Regions from separate parts of the Mus musculus genome. Here region 1 is linked to region 2. A link is a contact called in public promoter capture Hi-C data. All regions are on one chromosome and are shown on one strand. Each heading gives the region's core, a stretch centred on a gene start, on an enhancer-like site or on the middle of the called end of the contact. The rest is flanking DNA. Distances are from core to core; before and after follow the strand shown.

Region 1 (3,793 bases), core at 1,048-3,547, 160 kb before region 2:
TCACATTCTAAAGTACTGAGAACTCGGAGCCCAATATATCACTTAGGGAAAGCCACGGATTACCCTGTAACCATCTGCACATTGGTGGTGGATCTCTGCAGAAAGCAGGAAGACAGGCAGGCTGGGGAGGCTCAGAGAGGGGGAAACCACTACCGTGTTTACAGTTTGCATTTAGAAAAATTACCTCATTAGCTGTCTGTCTGCATCCACGCCCAGCTGCAGCCTCTAAATCAATCATGGGGCGATGTGTTTGGCTTTCTTGGACAACATAAATGGCACAATTTTGAATTTGTTTTGATTTCTGGGGCTGTCTGGAGTGTCAAAATGATGGAAAGCCAAGACCATCTGGAACCTGAGGAGAGACAGAGACTGTGGAACCTCTTCTGACTGTAGAGAAGGGATTGGGAAGAGTGGACCAGGGGATGGGAGGGAATGAGGAACAGCTTTCTGCCCCAGAGTGACATCATGGCTGTCCAAGGCCTCTGAAAGCCAAATCCTAGTGACACCGCAGAATAAACCCAGGGAGCTGCTCACCCCAAGAAGTGGCCAGACAAACGTCATTTCAAGAGGTCACAGATACCAAAGGCACAGGCGCCCTGACTTCTGTCTCTATAGTTCCCTCCAGCTTCTTCTCTCTGTGTGACCGACCCCAGCAGTGACCCATCGCTCAGGAGCAGCCGCACACAAGAAGAGCACACTGCCTTTCACAAACCTCATTCTCTGATGTCAGAATCCATCTCCTGTTCCCAGGACTCAGAAATGAACACCATACAGGAAAGCAGAGGTCACAAACACCGTCCCCCAACCCCCGCCAGCTCCTAGTCTGTCCTGACCCATCCTGATGCCTTCTCTGAAGGGGGGATCCCCAGCACCCCAAGACTCAAACCTGAAGCCTAGACTAGACTCCATTGGAAAGCCAGCTACAAGGAAAAGCACACTTCCCAGGGTCCTCATAAGGCTCACTGCACTGAACCACAAAGCAGCTAAATGCTACATAAATGTAAGCACCGGTAATATTCAAATCAAAGGACAGCCCTCACAACTCCAAATGACCATCATTACAGCAACACTACAAGAGGACTGGCCATGCCTCCTGCATAGACCTATGGCTCAGGTCGGTTTGTTTTTAGCTGTACGGTGAGACCCATCGGTGAATCATAAACTCAGCCCGTGAGTCACAGTCAGCATTTGAAAAAAGAATTGAAGCAAAGAAAATGTCAGGACGCAGCACACATTCTGGAGCTTGATGAAACTTCTGTTCCTTCCACACACATGCATGTGGGCATGGGGACAGAATGCAGATGCGTCCCCTGCTAGAATTTGAGGCTGTCACTATTAAACACATGGATCCGTCACAAGCCATCAGTGAAGCTGAGCTTGATGGCCAATGGGTAAAGAGCAAGCTGAGGGGATGGGTGTGATCAGAAAGAGGGACAGACCCCACTCTGAGGAGCATTTTAAGACAAAGCATCTTCATGAGACTCTTCCTTGAACCAAACTCCCTTGGTAGTCTGTTCCTTTTGATCCATAGAGCCTATTCCGGAGTGATTGTATAAAAAAAGGAAGAAGCCCTCTGATAAGACAAGACTGTGTTCTAGGAAGGTTTAGTGGTGCAGAAAGGCAGTTGCTTCCTCTTATCCCAGGAACTGGAGCAATCAAGGGGAGACAAAGTAGTGTCTAGGGAGGAGGTGACATCTTTCTTCCACTTGTTGGAATGGATACAGAACCTGGTGGCCCGGGCATCAGTACATCGTGCTTGGTTGCACATTGCACTTAGAGGATCCAGGGCTAGGATAATAAAAGGTTGACTACCTTCCCGGGTACAATGTCTATGGAATAGAGCTGTCTGCTTGGGCAGGGGCAGCCCTTACTGGAGACAGGCCCCTGGACCAAGTGACACCTTGATATTACTTTCCTTTTGTCTACATCACAATTCCAGGAGCAACAGAACCAAGCTTGAGACGGGAAGACAGGTTATCTCAAACACATCTGCTTTGGATTAAAGTATCTCTTCTTAATGAGATCAGGACTCGTTAGTGGGTCGTGAATCGATTTAGCATTTTATATCAACGAGATGAGAATGGCTAGAAGAAAGAAGATCTTGGTGTATCACACATCATCAAGATGTTTGCTCACTGAGCACTGCAGAACAAAATTAAATGTACCTAAAACACGCTGATAACTCCACTGTTTGCTATGGATCATCGAAGATGGCTCATCTCAGAGTCGCAGCAACAGATGGGGTGGCTTACCTGGGGCAGCAGGTTTTCCTGCCAAGAAATTCATTCATATGGCTGGAAATTGGTGTTTACAAGGAGCTAAGTCAGGCTTTGGTGTTTTCCCAACTAGCCTTTCCATGGGACCACACTGGGACTGCCAGAGTACATCAGTTTAATTCTCAGAGGGAACATGTCACGAGTCAACCCTTCTAAAAGATTAGTTTCAGTGTACACACAACTCATCCAACCTACATCTGCACCATGCTGGTCAATGTCTCCCTGGCTGAGACAGGGTAGGAGAGAGCCACCAAGGACATGAACATAGCAGAAAGTGGCTCATTGGGGCACTCAAAAGTAAGCACTATTTCCTTTAAAAAAATGTGTATGGGTATGTGTATATGAATGGTAGTTGACAGAGCATTCCTAATAGTGAATTGTAACTCAGAAAATTTAGGACTTGACTAGAAAGCTTTGTGTAAGACAAATTGACTTTAATTAACTTTCCTTGATTTCTGTTTCCCTGACACCCAAGTCTGCCATGTCTATTATTCTAATAATTTACTTCCTTTTATGTTCTGATTTGTTTTTAAGCTTTGTCTCATGTGACTTTTCCTGGGGGATGATTTCTATTCACCCCAGATAAATAGGGCAATGAAAAACATCAATAAATCATTCTATTCCAGTCCAGGTTGGCCGTAGGTCTCACCGCTCTCGTGGATCTTTGGTCAAAGGCAGTGGGGAAGAGAGACATTAGGCAGGGGGTTTGGAAGCCCTGTGGTGAATGACCACATAGGGATCACTTGTCAGTAGGCAGATCAACTTTACTTAGGATGATTGAAGGCTTGTAAAGTTTGTGGGCACTGAGAGCAGGGACATCCAGGATGGGCAAAGGTCATTGGCTGAGGGCTTAGAGTAACTGACATACCTCATTAGCATAGGGAAGCATTTCAGAAATCTCAGATGCTGGCTGAATAGGTTTTGCCAGGAGAAAGAAAACTAAACTGATCCTATAAACTAATTGAGGATACATGACATTCCTCAGGTAGAGGTGAATGTTGGGCCTTAGAATCCCCCAGACAAGGTCAGAGAAGGAGAATCGTGCTAACAAGAGAGTTTCCCACTTTGCTTCGAGTCAGAGGCCATCAGGTCATAGAGGACTTTGGCCTTTTTTTTAAAAAAAAGATTTATTTATTTATTTTATGTATATGAGTACAGTGTAGCTCAGACACACCAGAAGAGGGCATCAGATCCCATTACAGATGGTTGTGAGCCACCATGTGGTTGCTGGGAATTGAACTCAGGACCTCTGGAAGAGCAGTTGGTGCTCTTAACTGCTGAGCCATCTCTCCAGCCCTGGACTTTGACCTTAATTAGCAGGTCTTTCCCAGTTGGTGACTAAATGAGTTTGTTCACCAATGAGTTATTTATAAGATCATGGGTAAACTGGGAATCTGAATTACCAACAAGCCCACCAAGCATGGGTGACTGCTTCCAAAAGCTTCATCATTGGTGTACCCTGCCCAACTGGCAGACAGATACCACTCTAAATAGTCTTCCTCATCCTGCTCCAGCAA
Region 2 (3,851 bases), core at 517-3,016:
CCCCACTATATGATCCCGCTATACTGTCTTGGGAGTACACTTGAAGAAGCTAGAGTCAACATGTACTAAAGACACTGCACTTCATTGCTGTGCCTTCATCACCAAGTTAGGGAATCTGTAGGCGCCAATCAGTGAGTAAACTGGTAAAGAAAATGTATGTATACTCAGTGTAGTATGCATTATGGTGTTTGTAGGGAAATGGATGATACTGAAGCTATATAGTAAGGTAACAAAGGTATATTCAGAAAGCCAAATACCAAATATGCATAATCTAAAGACAAGAAGGGATCATTTGTAAAATGGGGTCAGTAGTTCAGACAGGTTATGTATATTGTTAAAACATACAGATAAAAACCATTATTATACAATGAACACATGCCAGTAAAGTAGCAATCAAGTTCGAATACATTGCTAATGAGGTAGTGATTAAATTTAGTTATGTTGCCATTCATATTGTCTTCCCTTTGCAAGTCTTTGTAAGTTCAAGTCAGAGCCAGAAATCTGTGTGTTGAGTAGTCAGTCCATTGGAACCCACAATAAAGGCATAGTGATCTATTTTGGTTACAGGTAATGAATGAGCCTGATTATTTTTATTGAATATTTCCCCCTACATTGTAATGTAGCAATTTCCAGACAGTGAAGTTGAAAAAAATGTTATGATGGATACCCATGTACCTATTACTTAAGACTCTATAATTACCATCTGCCAAATTAAATGCTGGCTTATCTCTCCACAAACTCATTTTATTTTTTATCACTATAAGAGTAAGTTACTACTGGGGGGCAGGGAGAGACACTTAAGACACCTAGAAAAGAACACTCCCATCCAAGTACTGAGGACTGACCAATCAATTCCCACCTTGCTTGGCTTGTGAGATAAGACAAGATGGGGCTTTTCCAGGGTGGTGTGGCAGAAAAGGATATGAACTTTCTGAGTAGGGCCGCATTCTTAAGCATTAACAGAGGGGGGCTGGTGAGATGGCTCAGCAGGTAGGGGCACTGACTGCTCTTCCAAAGGTCCTGAGTTCAAATCCCAGCAACCACATGGTGGCTCACAACCACCCATAATGAGATCTGACACCCTCTTCTGGTGTGTCTGAAGTCAGCTACAGTGGATTTATGTATAATAATAAATCTTTTAAAAAAAAGAATTAACAGAGGGGTTTTGTGAAGTTAGGATTTAGCAAAGTAAGTAGCTACAGAATCAAAGTTTTTGCCTGCATACCATTAGTGTGTTTGTCTGTTGAAGGAAACCACTCATCCTCTGGGTAACTGCCCTCCTTTGAGACAAGGTCTCTCGTTGTTTGAGGGCTCACCAATTAGGCTGAACTGGAGACCCAGAAGTTGTGCCGTCTCTGCCTCCCCAGCTCTGGCTTTATAAACAGGCCAGCACACCCAGTGTTATGGGCATTCTAGGGTCAAGCTCAGGTCCTCTCCTGAGGCAGGTACTTTACCAACTGAGCCATCTTGCCAGAACTGCAGATACTAGAGGACTAGAACTGCCAGGCATGAGATGGGCTCTGCAGTTCTCAGAAGGACACAAAGGGCCAGCATTTTTAAAAGTGACTGACATACTTATCCACCAGAGCCATGCAAATTAAAATTTACCCCACCCCACCTCCCTACCTGAGTCAACAGCTCATCTAGAAGGGCAACAAATGCTGCTGAGGATGTGGGAAAGAGGAGTCTTCACTATTTACACTGTTGGTGTGTACAAATGAATACAGAGCTTTCTCAAATAGATCTACCATGTGACTCAGCTACATACATACTCAAAGGATCCTATGCTACCTCACAAGTACTTGCACTCTCCTATGCACAATAACAAGGAAGTAGAACCAACGTAGATGTTATCAGCAGAATGGGTAATGCAAATAAATGTCATGCATATGTAAAATGGAATTTTAATACAGCCGTAAAAATGAACTTTACAAGAAAACATAAATCTGGAAAGTTTTAGGTAATGGCTGCTCTTGGTTGTCAACTTGACCACTTCTAGATTTAACTAAAACCCAAGGAGCTGAGTACACCTGTGAGGAATTCTTCTTTTTTTTTTTTTTTTTAATTTTTTATTAGGTATTTAGCTCATTTACATTTCCAATGCTATACCAAAAGTCCCCCATACCCACCTACCCCCACTCCCCTACCCACCCACCCACTCCCCCTTTTTGGCCCTGGCGTTCCCCTGTACTGGGGCATATAAAGTTTGCGTGTCCAATGGGCCTCTCTTTCCAGTGATGGCCGACTAGGCCATCTATTGATACATATGCAGCTAGAGTCAAGAGCTCCGGGGTACTGGTTAGTTCATAATGTTGTTCCACCTATAGGGTTGCAGATACCTTTAGCTCCTTGGGTACTTTCTCTAGCTCCTCCATTGGGAGCCCTGTGAACCATCCATTAGCTGACTGTGAGCATCCACTTCTGTGTTTGCTAGGCCCCGGCATAGTCTCACAAGAGACAGCTACATCTGGGTCCTTTCAGCAAAATCTTGCTAGTGTATGCAATGGTGTCAGCGTTTGGATGCTGATTATGGGGTGGATCCCTGGATATGGCAGTCTCTACATGGTCCATCCTTTCATCTCAGCTCCAAACTTTGTCTCTGTAACTCCTTCCAGAGGAATTCTTCTTGATTGGAATCATTTGAGGTGGGCAGACACATCTTTAATCCAGATCTTTTGAGGTGGGAAGATCTGCCTTTATTTTGGGCCACACCTTCTGCTAGTGACAACTTATATAATGGACATGAAAGAAAGAAACTTTCTCACTGGGTCTTGGCCTGCTTGCCCTTGCTCCTTCACTGGCATAAGGCCTACTTCTTCAGGTTCCTGACCTATACTGAAGGCCAGTTGAGACCTCCAACCTCATGGATGAATAAACAGTTACTGGATCCTTGGACTTTGTGTTGGTAGACAGTCATTGTTGAACTCGCTGGACCACAGCCTGTAAGCCGTCTAACCTTCTCCACATACACACACACACACACACACGCATATATATATATATGGATTTATTCTATTCTGTTCCTCCAGAGAACCCTGACAAATGCTTGTTAGGTTAAGCAAGATAAATTGGACTCAAAAAACACATGTGTTTTTCTCTCGGGCATAGGCAGTCCTAGCAGAGGCAATTCTAACTTTACTTTCGTGGTAGCGGGTAAGTAGATGTTTGTGTGGATAGAGATTGTATACCTAGAAATGGGGCCACAAGATGGGTAGAAGAGGTTTTGAAGAAGGTATAGTAGAACATAATAAGTTTTATATGTCATTGTCTATTTAGGTCCCACTTGAATGTTGTTAGGTACCTGTACTGGCTGGGTTTGTGTGTCAACTTGACACAGGCGGAGTTATCACAAAGAAAGGAGCCTCCCTTGAGGAAATGCCTCCACAAGATCCAGCTGTAAGGCATTTTCTCAATTAGTGATCAAGGGTGGGAGGGCCCATTGTGAGTGATGCCATCCCTGGGCTGGTAGTCTTGGGTTCTATAAAAGAGCAAGCTGAGCAAGCCAGGGGAAGCAAGCCAGTAGTATCATTGCTCCATGGCCTCCGCCATCAGCTCCTGCTTCCTGACCTGCTTGGGTTCCAGTCCTGACTTCCTTTGGTGATGAACAGCAGCATGGAAGTGTAAGCCGAATAAACCCTTTCCTTCCCACCAACTTGCTTCTTGGTCATGATGTTTGTGCAGGAACAGAAACCCTGACTAAGCTAGTACCTTTCAGTTTCTAAGAAGCAACCTGAAGTAATCAACCAAGAAAAGGTTCATTTGGGCTCACAGTTTAGGCTTCGCTGCAGGGTAAATATGCAAAGAATAGTCTCTATGGGATTTGGTACTAAACCAGGTTTTAGACACCCCGT

The links. Capture Hi-C pulls out chosen DNA fragments and counts their contacts.
Region 1: a promoter capture Hi-C map of pancreatic islet shows a contact between it and region 2. The contact joins two enhancer-like sites. A contact is called at or near these places in 2 of 115 datasets of contacts at active chromatin or transcription factors (embryonic stem cells and microglia) and 1 of 9 other capture datasets (pancreatic islet).

Annotation. Positions count from the first base shown.
Region 1 is chr17:48,562,530-48,566,322 of GRCm38.p6, reverse strand. No RefSeq gene overlaps it. Among named protein-coding and RNA genes, the nearest start is that of Gm30419, 19 kb to the left of the region's middle. Within about 2 kb of position 2,297, at least 4 of the 459 cell types and tissues checked have an H3K27ac peak or open chromatin away from gene starts, as enhancers often do. A contact at or near this core is called in pancreatic islet, where this site is marked.
Region 2 is chr17:48,401,931-48,405,781 of GRCm38.p6, reverse strand. The region is part of intron 1 of Nfya (nuclear transcription factor-Y alpha); the gene reads left to right. Among named protein-coding and RNA genes, the nearest start is that of Nfya, 6.0 kb to the left of the region's middle. Within about 2 kb of position 1,766, at least 13 of the 459 cell types and tissues checked have an H3K27ac peak or open chromatin away from gene starts, as enhancers often do. A contact at or near this core is called in pancreatic islet, where this site is marked.